2 separate regions of the Sus scrofa genome follow, and region 2 is linked to region 1. Evidence: chromatin contacts called from public Hi-C data. All regions are on one chromosome and are shown on one strand. The core of a region is the stretch at or near the end of the contact, and the rest is flanking DNA. Distances in the headings are between cores, read along the strand shown.

Region 1 (5,702 bases), core at 856-3,355:
AGAACCATGCATCTTCCCAACTCAGAGCTCTCCTATACACAGATCCTTCTATCTGGAACACTGTCCTCCATGCCTTTACCTAGTCAATTCATTCTTCATAATGCAGCTTACAAATCTTTCTCTAGCCCCCTGTCCCCAATCAAAACTAGGTCAGATTCCCCATTTTAGACTTCTCTTCCACAGTACTCATCATAGTTTGTAATTATATATATTATTTGAACAATTACTTATGTAATGTCTATCTCTTCTACCAACCTGCAAGCTCTGTAAGGAAAGGGACTAAAACTGACTGTGCTCACACCTGGATCCCCCAAGCCTGGCTAGAGTAGGCCACAAACACGTATAGAATAAAAAGCAACCACTATCAGATACAAGAGAATTTTTTTTTAAGTTAAGAAGTAACGGAAAAACGGTAATACACATTACTTTCTTCTCACAAAAAGAAATATCATAGAGTTACCAAGATCTTTTTTCATTCAAAGATTACTTTCTTCTCACAAAAAGAAATATCATAGAGTTACCAAGATCTTTTTTCATTCAAAGAGCAGAAAAGGTGATATACTCATCTAAAGTAGGGAAAAAAATCAACTTGGGTTACCTTGTAAGTCAGAAACTACCTAAAAATTTGAATTCACCAGCTAGAAAAGAAGAAATTTAAAAAAAAAAAAAGTTTTTAAAAATAAAGATGAAATGCTTACTTGAGCATTGTCAGGTTCTTCTTTAATTTTGTCCAGAAGTCCCTGCTGTGGTGCCATTGCTTTGCCACAGTCACCATCCAAAGGTTCTTTCATTCTAAGTTTTTATGGAAAGGAATTCCCCAGTCTAAAACTAATAGATTTCTTCTTGGTGATGGATAGCTGGATTCCTAAAACACAACATAAAGGGTTGGTATTCGGGTTTATTCTTTCTTTTTTTTCCCATGTTTATTTACATCAAAAGCTTTATGTTGAGCACAAGGTTTCAGGAGCAGGCATTTGAAAAAACAACCCTTCTGGGGCCACGACTATTCTCTCTTCTTCCTGCCTTCTGCTCTTTTAGTAGCTACCTTCACATAAGAAAACAGTCTTACAGCAGTAACTCCCACTTCCCTAATATCTTTAAAGACAAACATTGGTCTTTTATATGTTGAAAGTTACTGAGAAAATTAGACTAGCAAAGCAAGACGTGGGAGGAAGTTACCAAGCTCTTAGAAGAAAGGACTCAGAAATACAGTTTCTGACTCCATGAGAATTAGTATTTGGAGGCCCACAGCAGCTTTTACCTTTAAAAGTGAGGCACATGAAGTTCCCCACCTCTACCTCGAACTCAGTCTTTACTGGAAGCCTCCCTAAGCACCCAACCTCTTTGGCCTAACGCTAGATCAGAGCACAAGGCCTAATGATACATCAGAGCGCAAGATGCCACCACAGGTAAAGTTGACCACCTGCACATTTCAGGGTCTCCAAGGGGGCCGTGCCCTGGTATGAGCCCCTCATAGCTCCACTTTCCAATCGCCTTCTTGTAAACAAGATACTCTTATTAGTCATCGAGCAGACTTCCCATCCCCTAAAAATAAACGTACTAAATAGGACGCAGTAAACCTGAAGCAAAAAAGAGGCTCTTCAAAGTTGTTTTTAATCCAAACAGTCAAGCCAGACATGGAAATGGGCAGCTGGCTTAATAGCCTGTACTACAGATGAGAACTTCTAACCACTTGCCACAGTTAAAATAATCTATGGACGCTCGTGTCATATTCGCTCCGAAAATCTCGTCCCCACCAGTAATTCCCACGCCGGTCACCGAGTACAAACGCGGCAACGTTGTATCGAATGGTGAGAACACAACCCGCATATGCTTGTCAGCGCGTCCCAGCAGCAAAACCGCAACGCGTCAGCTGCCCAGTCCGACTGCTCCGCTTCCGCCCGGCGCCCGCCTCGTCACGTGGCGCAGCCGCTGCCCCGCCCCGTGCGGCCCCTCCCGCTGCCACCTGCCGCGCTCACCTTCTAGTGGCCTTCCTGTTCCCGGGGAACACCGACGAAGAAAAGAGGAATAAAACCGAAGGGCCCTGCTCGGGGATGAAGATTATTTTCTTTTACTGGAATTCCTCCGCCTGATCCATCCCAACGCAACACCCGGACAACTGAGCGTGCGCAGCCATAGTCTCCGCCCCTTTTCCCATAGTGCTCCAAACCTGAGCTGAGTGGACCTTCCCAGCATTCCCCTTTCTTCAGCTATGGTTGACTTCTTAAAGAGACCGAGACCCAATGAGGAAAAGGTAGAGAAAGTGGTTGAGGGGAGACTCTTAGGGGTGTATATAGTTGATGCTGTAAGTTCGCTGCACCACATTGGGGTGGGGCAGCATGCGGAAGTTCCCTCACCAGGGACTGAACCTGTGCCACAGTAGTAACCTGAGCCATAGCAGTGACAATGCCAGATCCTTAACCAGCTGAGCCACAAGGGAATTCTTGCACCATACTTTAATGATCATTTCCAAGGATGTGGCCTGCTATGAATAAATAATAGCTGATATTTATTAAGCCAAACACTTGACATGAGGAGTTCCCTGGTGATTCAGTAGGTTAAGGATCCAGCATGGTCACTGCTGTGGCTCTGGTCACTGCTGTGGCTCTGGTCACTGCTGTGGCATGGGTTTGATCCCTGGCCTGGGAACTTCTCATGCCATGACTGCTACTAAAAAGAAAAAAGAAAAAAAAAAACAAATCTGACTGAATCTTCCATTTAATCCTCACCACAATCCTCAGATGCACAAATTTTATCCAGGAGATTAATTAACTTGTTCAAAGTCAAAATTTACTGTTTTTTCATTCAACATTGTTTTGGAGATACAGCTATGATAGATTAGACTGTCATTCATTTTGACTGCTGTATAGTATTACATTTTAATGGCAGTGCTGCAAAGTAACTGTCTACTACTGATGGACATTTTAATTGTTTCCAGTTTGGGGCTACTAGTTATAGTCTGCTGTAAACATTCCTGCCTTTTGTGACACATATGCTAAGTTTATCCCTAGCAATGAAATTGTTTGTTGTGTATATGTGAAACTTAAGAGAATAGTTTCAAACAATTTTAGAAGGTGGTTGCTTCAGTTTGTACTGCCACTAGCCATTTATAAGATTTCCCGTTGCCACACATCTTTGCCAATAATTACTACTGTACATCTTTCTGATTTTAACCATTCTGGCGGGGGCTTATTGGTATCATATTGTGATTTTAATTTGGAGGTCCCAGATTTCTAATGAGAACCCATTTTCATGTTTTTTGATATTTGGATGGCCTCTTTTATGAAGTGCCTGTTCAAGACTCTTACCCATTTTTGTATTGGATTGTCTGCCATTTCCTTATGGATATATATTCTGGATATGAGTTCTTTGTGAATATGTGCATTTCATATATCTCCTCCCACTCAGTGGTCAGCCTTTTCACTTTATTATTGGTGTCTTCTGATGAATATAAAAGATCTTTATGCTTAGTGTTTCTTGTGCCTGTCAAGAAAAAATACTCCTACCAAAGGTCCTGATTAATTTATGGAAATGTTATTACTTTGTCTTTTTCATTTAAATCTACAATCTATCTGAAGTTGGGTTTTGTGGATGGTATGAGGTAACTCAGGTTTCATTTCTTCCATGTGAATGATAAATTAATTAAGCGCCATTTTTTTAAAAAGTCTGTCTTTCATCCACTGTTCTTTATTGTCAACTTTGCAATTATAAATTGTCTATAGGAGTTCCCGTCGTGGCGCAGTGGTTAACGAATCCGACTAGGAACCATGAGGTTGCGGGTTTGGTCCCTGCCCTTGCTCAGTGGGTTAATGATCCAGCATTGCCGTGAGCTGTGGTGTAGGTCGCAGACGCGGCTCGGATCCCGCGTTGCTATGGCTCTGGCGAAGGCCGGTGGCTACAGCTCCGATTCAACCCCTAGCTGGGAATCTCCATATGCCGCGGGAGCGGCCCAAGAAATAGCAACAACAACAACAACAACAACAAAAAAGACAAAAGACAAAAAAATATAATAATAAAAATAAATAAAAAATAAATAAATAAATAAATTGTCTATAAATGTGTGGGTTTGTTTAAAGACAATGTAATCTATTCTTTTTGTTTCTTTTGGGGGAAATATCACATTGTCTTAATTTCTATAACAAGTTTATAATAAATCTTGGCATCTGGTAGAAAAAGTCCTGTCTCATTATGTCAAGATTGTCTTGGAATTTCTTGACCCTTTGCATATTCACATGAATTCTAGAATCGGCTTGCCAAATATAACAAAATTTTCCTTATAAATTTTAGAACTAGGAACCATGAGGTTGCAGCTTCAATCCCTGGCCTCATTCAGTGGGTTAAGGATCCAGTGTTGCCATGAGCTGTGGTGTAGGTCACAGACAAGGCTCGGATCTGGTATTGCTGTGGCTCTGGTGTAGGCTGGTAGCGACAGCTCCGATTAGACCAGTGGCCTGGGAACCTCCATATGCCGCTGGTGTGGCTCTAAAAGGACAAAAGACAAAATTAATTAATTAATTAATTAATTTTAGAATCAGCTAGTATTACACTAAAGCTATAGACTTGTTTTGAAGAAATGGCATTTGTTATTCATAGTATTGAATTGTGTCCCCCCAAAGATATGTTGAGGTCTTGACCCTCAGAATATGGCTTTATTTGGAGATAGGGTTGTCACAGATGTAATTGCTTAAGATGAGGTCATGTTGGAGTAGAGTTGGCCCTTTATTTAATATGACTGTTATCCTTATAAGAAGAAGAGATGGAGAGATAGACATATGAGTGGAAACTGCCAGATGACAATTGGGGCAGAGATTGAAGTGCTGCAGCTGGAAGTTCCCATTGTGGCTCGGCAGTAATGAACCTGACTAGTATCCATAAAGATGCAGGTTTGATCCATGGCCCTGCTCAGTGGGTTAAAAATCAGGCATAGCCACAAGGTGTAGTGTAGGTCACAGAGGCTGCTCGGATCTGGTGTTGCTGTGGCTTTAGCAAAGGCTGGATCTCCAATTCAACCCCTAGCCTGGGAATTTCCATATGCTTCAGGTGCAGCCCTAAAAACGAAAAAACAAAAAAAGTGCTGCAGCTACAAGCCAAGGAATGCCAAGGATTGCTGATGCACACCAGAAGCAGCAAGGAAAGATTCTCCCATACAGGTTTAGAGAGAGAATGGCTGTGTTGATAACAGATTTTGGACTTCAGGCCTCCAGGATTGAGACAATAAATTTTTATTTTTAGCACTTTATAACCACAGGCCCAGGAAACAACAATAGGATTATATAGGGTTGAATCTTCCAATCCATGAAAATGATCTATCTCTCCATTAATTTAAATGCCTGTAATTTCTCCTAATAATGTTTTATTGTTTTTAAGTGTATAGAGTTCACATCTCGTTAAGATTTTTTTCTAGATCTTTGATGTTTTGTTATTTTTTTTTCTTTGATTTTTAGGGCCTCACTCGCAGCATATGGAGGTTCCCAGGCTAGGTGTCAAATCAGAGCTACAGCTGCTGGCCTGTGTCACAGCCACAGCAATGCCAGATCCTTAATCCACTGAGCGAGGCCAGGGATCAAACCTGCAACCTCATTGTTCCTAGTCAGATTCCTTTCCACTGTGCCACAATGGGAACTCCAATTTTTTTTTTTTTTTTTGGTCTTTTTGTCTTTTAAGGCCATACCCACAGCATATGGAGGTTCTCAGGCTAGGGA
Region 2 (5,702 bases), core at 2,176-4,675, 110 kb after region 1:
ATGTTTTTTTCAACTTGTTCCCGTTGCTGTTTTTCCATTTCATCCAAGGACTTCCACCGCTGAGAATATTCATACTCAAATGTGCCATGCTGGGCAAAACGAGGAGGAGTTTCTCTCTCCCTGACAATATTTAAACATGAACCAATTTATGGATGCACACAGAAATGTTTGATTTCCCCTAAAAAACAATGGTCTTCTAGTGGGCCTGTCACTTGTAGGAAATAACAGAAGAAAATAAAAGCCACTTTGGTTGTTATCTTTCCAGCAAAAATAGTACATGTTAATGCCCAAAATGATACATTGGAGTTCCTGTTGTGGCTCAGTGGAAACTGAATCTGACTAGCATCCATGAGGACAGAGGTTCAATCCCTGGCTTCACTCAGTGGGTTAAGGATCTGGCGTTGCCATAAGCTGTGGTGTAGGTGGCAGAGGTGGCTCGATTTGTGGTTGCTGTGGCATAGGCAAGTAGCTACAGCTCTGATTTGATCCCTGGCCTGGGAACCTTCATATATGCCACAGGTTTGGCCCTAAAAAAACCAAACAAAAAAGGATACACTGATTCAAAACTGCTAACTTTATAAGCCTAGAGTTCCTAATTAAGCATTTCCATTTTGAAGAATTTCGTGTATTTTAAGCAAACTTGAAAAACTACTATAAACAAGTTCTTGTTCATTCTCAAAAACTGTCCCAAAGTTTAATCAATCTTACTTTTGATACATTGGATTCTTCTGCGCAAGTTTTTCAGGAAGACCATCTTCGTCATCTAACTGTTCAAGTGGCTCCACAATGACTGGACGAGGAGTTCTAACAACAAAAATGGTTCCATCTTAACTTTTGTTCCTATTTTAGTGCAGTTTCCTCATACAGATCAATAAATCAAAATTGCCAGAATAAGCATTAAAAAAAACTTACGTTGTCAGTAAGAAAACACCTTCACTGCATCTTTCAAATGCTTTTCTTGCTGCTGGTTTAGAAGCAAATTCTACAATGCCTTTCCCGGTAGATCTTCCACGATCATCCACAATTACAACAGCCCTTTCAATAGGACCAAACTGGCTAAAGGCTTCTTCCAACAGTTCATTGGAAACATAAGGTGAAAGATTTCGAACAGAAAGGGCAGCAGCATGTGTGGCAAATCGAACCCGAAGCTGTCTACCTCTCATCGGTGTATCATCAAGTTCAGCTTTAGCAATTTCAGCCAAAGCTCTAGATTCCTGAAAGACATACATTCATGTTAATGACCTCAAAACTGGCTGATATCCACCCTAAAATTGTCGCAAGCCTATTTCCCAATACGATTCTTCCACCAGCTCAGTTCAACTATCTCCAGGCAGCCCTTCCTGACATTGCTCTAGGGAGGTAAGGTAAATACCTTACCAACCCAACTCCTTGTTTCTTGAGAAACCAACATTACGCACTATACTGCAGTTGCATCCTTAATTTGAGCATGATAAAAAATTCTAAAAGCAATTTATCCTTGCTGGTTAGTTTAAAATACAGTATGTTTGTATTAGGAAAAAACAAAACCCTTTAAATTACACCAAAAAAAAAAAAACCCCCACAAAAACAAATAACCACACTCACAAGCTTAATAAATCCGAATCCTTTCCCTTTGTTGATGAAAACTTCTCCCGGTTCTCCATATTTAGCAAATAGTCTTTTAAATTCATCCTCTGTGATATCAGCAGGTAGATTCCCAACAAACAACCGACAACGTTGGGTATAAGTTTTCTCTCCAGGCCTCCTCAAGAGAGACAAGTTGGCTTTAAAACCCTAATGAAAAAAAAGGTATTTTCAGACACCAATGACCTCTGGAAAATAGGAAAACCCAGTAATAATCTTTTTTCCCCAAACTGGATGTTACCAATCCAGTCGCTTTTCTGTTCCATTTAAAAACAAAAAATGCTACTACATTTACGGGTTTCATGACACAACTACAATCCTAACAGCAAACAGCCAAAATCACCCAGTATACTCTTGAAATCGAATAGGAAGACCTCCCTAGATTAAGCTCTATAACAGGACCTCATCAGCCGTATGCCGAGTATCCCCGACAGAATCAAAATCGTAGCAGACAAAACATAAGAGAGTGCTTAAGTATTAACAAGAAGGGAAAGGGACGGAAGTGTCATTGTCAACGACAAGACTTGCGCCTGCGCGCTTAGGACCGGAACTCCCTCCATCTCTCCAATCCTACATTTCACTCTGCTCTGGTTCCAAAAGTCCGCTAGTTTCAATACGGCGCACCATAGCTTAGCATCACCTTAAGGCCACCCCCGCGACTGCTGCGCCAGTCGGGTGGCCAACCACAGGGGCCTGCTAGCGGACCCACGCCATCCGCCTCCCGCTCCGGCAGCCGGCCCCGCCCCTCCTCGTCTCCCGCGCGCAGGCGCTCTTTCCGGTCTCCGACAAAATGGAGGGCGGGGAGGGGAAGGGAAGGGAAAAGAGGGGGCCGCCGCCATCTTAGAGAAACCGACGCGTAGGTCTGGGAGACACTCACCTCCGAGTCCGAGATCTTTTCCTCACTGCGGCCGCCGGGCCCGCCCGGTGGTGGCCCTTGGTGGTGCTGCTGGTGGTACGGCGGGTGGTGCTGCCGGCCGCCGCGGGGCTCCCCACCGCCTCGGTGCGGCGGTTTGGCGTGGCCGCCAGGGGTGCTTAGGCCCGGGCCGCCGCCGGGCTTCGGCCCGCCTGGCATTTTGCCGCCTTTGGGGCCGCCAGGTCCCGGGCCCTGCTTAGGTCCGGGGCCTGGGCCCCCTGCGGGTGGAGGAGGCGGGCCCCCAGCCTGAGGCGGGGTGGTGGGGACACCGCCGCTCGGCGGCGCAGGCGGAGGTGCCCCGGGGGGCGCCGAAGTGACGGCCGGCGGCGGGGTCGGGGTGGGGCCCGACCCCGTGGGGGCCCCGGAGGTCGGGGGGGTGGCGGGCGGCGCCGAACCAGAAGCCGGGGGAGCGTTGCCTACTCCGGGAGCCGGGCCGGGCCCCTGAGAAACGACGGGCTTGGACGAGTCCTGTGGAGGCGGCGGCGGCTGCTGATGCGGCGGTGGCTGGTGCGGCGGCGGCTGAAGCGGCGGCGGCTGCTGTGGTGGCGGCTGCTGCGGCGGCGGCTGTTGCTGTTGCTGGTGCGGAGGCGGTGGCGGGATCGGGGGCTTGGGACCACCCTGGCCCGGGCCGGGCCCCATAGGTCCGCGGTTCTGATTGAGGCCCATGCCTGGCGGCGGGGAGCGGAAATCGTGGAGGCCGCCGCGGCCGCCGCCCCCTCCGCGCCGGTGGAAGCCGCCACCGCCACCGCCCCGGCTTCGGAACCGATCCCGAGACATGTCTGTAACCAAGGGGCGGTCGAGGCAGAAGCGGAGAAGACGTTCAGGAAACGTGGAGGCCACCTTGCTTCTCACAAGATGGCGGATGACACAGGCGGCGCGCCGCCTTTGTCCTCCTCTTATATAGGCCGGCTGGCTTGGCCCCGCCTACTTCTGGATCAATAGCAGCAATAGCCAATTGCAATTACTGTACTTGATGACGCTAAGTTACGAGGAGTTAATCTTTCCTATTGGCTCCCGGATGAGAGGCGGGAGGCATGGAGTGGCTGAAGTTTCCAGTAAGCCAATGGGCGGAAAAGGAGTTGGCTGTAGGTGACGGTGATTTGCTGAGAGATATTTGAATGGGTTCGCCGGAGCAATTTTTCCCTTGGAAGCAGATAGCCAGGGCCCTATCAGCTCCTGGGGAGAGATGTTAGCAAGTCCTTTCTTTCTTGATTGCCCTTAAGAGCAGCCTGCTGATATCCTCCCCCAGAAAGAACCTACAGCCTCCAGCTCAAAAGCATAAATTAAGTGCCTGCTATCTTTTCTACCTTGTGCTGGGCCCATAAATTTAGAGAAAAATTTTTTTTTACCGATTTCGCACACTTGATCTTACTGATTTCATTTTGGAATCTCACTGGAGTACTGGTTTGTTCTAGCAGTAAAAGTGTCGCCATGGGCTTTAGTGATTGCTCTTTGTTCAAAAAGAAAGGCCTTGATTTTGTGTGTATACACTAATTTACAAACACATCACAGGAAGAAATGAACGTTTTTCTTAATTCTACAAACCACAAAACACTTTATGGACAGATTAAGATGCTTTAAAACTAGATTATTAATACAAAACAAATGAATCTTTCCACAGAAAAGAAACTCATGGACTGGAAGAACAGACTTGTGGTTGCCTAGGGGAAAGGGGAGGGAGGGAGGTGGACTGGGAGTTTGGGGTTAATAGATGCAAACTATTGCATTTGGAGTGGGTAAGCAATGAGATGCTGCTGTATAGCACAGGCAACTATATCTAGTCACTTGTGATGGAAATGATGGGGGATAATGTGAGAAAAGAATATGTATATATATATATATGTATTACTGGATCACTTCACACAGTAAAAATCGACAGAACACTGTATAGCAACTATAACAGAAAAAAAAAAATCATAAGAAATGTTTAAAAATGCAAATCAGGAGTTCCCGTCGTGGCTCAGTGGTTAACGAATCCGACTAGGAACCATGAGGTTGTGCGTTGGATCCCTGGCCTCGCTCAGTGGGTTAAGGATCCAGCGTTGCCCTGAGCTGTGGTATAGGTCGCAGACACAGCTCATATCCTGCGTTGCTGCCTCTCTGGTGTAGGCGGGTGGCTACAGCTCCGATTAGACCCCTAGCCTGGGAATCTCCATATGTTGCAGGTGTGGCCCTAGAAAGGCAAAAAGACAAATAAATAAATAAATAAATTTTTAAAAAATGCAAATCAGAAAAATAAAAACATAAAATTACAATATTGAATTATCTATACATATCAACGAAGGGGCAGAATCCAACTACTTTGAAGAGCATAAGCCATTTCCCTTGATACCTCTCTTAATGTCATCTATGGACCTTTGGGTGGATAATTCCTCCCTCAATAAATATTAGCTTATGACTCATTGTCGTCCTTTCTGATTCTGTTCATCACTTGACATCTATGTTCTCTACCTCCTCACCTCCAACAATCTCTTTACATCCTATATCAGCTATCCCACCCACATCATAGTTAATCCTATGTTATTGCCACAACATTCCTAAAAAGCACTATTTCAAACATCTCAACTGTCTGACATAGTAACTCTGATTTTTTTTTTTTTTTTTGTCTTTTTTGTTGTTGTTGTTGCTATTTCTTGGGCCGCTCCCTCGGCATATGGAGATTCCCAGGCTAGGGGTTGAATCGGAGCTGTAGCCACCGGCCTACACCAGAGCCACAGCAACACGGGATCCGAGCCGCGTCTGCAACCTACACCACAGCTCATGGCAACGCCAGATCGTTAACCCACTGAGCAAGGGCAGGGATCGAACCCGCAACCTCATGGTTCCTAGTCGGATTCGTTAACCACTGCGCCACGACGGAAACTCCAGTAACTCTGATTTTTTGACCTCATCAAAACCTGCAAACCATTAACTGTATCACTTTTTCATTATCTCTCATATTCTTATATTTATAACTTGTGTCACCCATTTATTTTTTGTTTTCATGTTTTAATGGCTGCACCTGAAGCATACGGAAATTCCCAGGCCAGGGATTGAATCTGAGCCACAGCTGCATCCTACTGTGGCAATGCCAGATCTTGTAACACACTGTACTGGGCAAGGGATCAAACCTGCTCCTCTGCAGCAACCTGAGCTGCTGAGTCAGGTTCTTAACCCACTGCGCCAC

What was found. A called contact is a pair of places that touch in the nucleus more often than the background predicts.
Region 2: a contact with region 1 is called in a Hi-C map of skeletal muscle, with 3 times the contacts expected there. The contact joins the promoter of SFPQ here to the promoter of ZMYM6 in region 1. A contact is called at or near these places in 1 of 5 promoter capture datasets (liver), 4 of 47 Hi-C or Micro-C datasets (embryonic fibroblasts, heart right ventricle, liver and 1 more) and 1 of 2 datasets of contacts at active chromatin or transcription factors (alveolar macrophages).

Annotation. Positions count from the first base shown.
Region 1 is chr6:91,291,390-91,297,091 of Sscrofa11.1, forward strand. It overlaps ZMYM6 (zinc finger MYM-type protein 6), which reads right to left and starts at 2,106. Exons shown (of 15, transcript XM_021095881.1): 1 at 1,980-2,106; 2 at 699-865.
Region 2 is chr6:91,404,811-91,410,512 of Sscrofa11.1, forward strand. It overlaps SFPQ (splicing factor, proline- and glutamine-rich), which reads right to left and starts at 3,426. Exons shown (of 11, transcript XM_021095898.1): 1 at 2,501-3,426; 2 at 1,585-1,773; 3 at 913-1,214; 4 at 709-804; 5 at 1-120. The coding sequence starts at 3,313.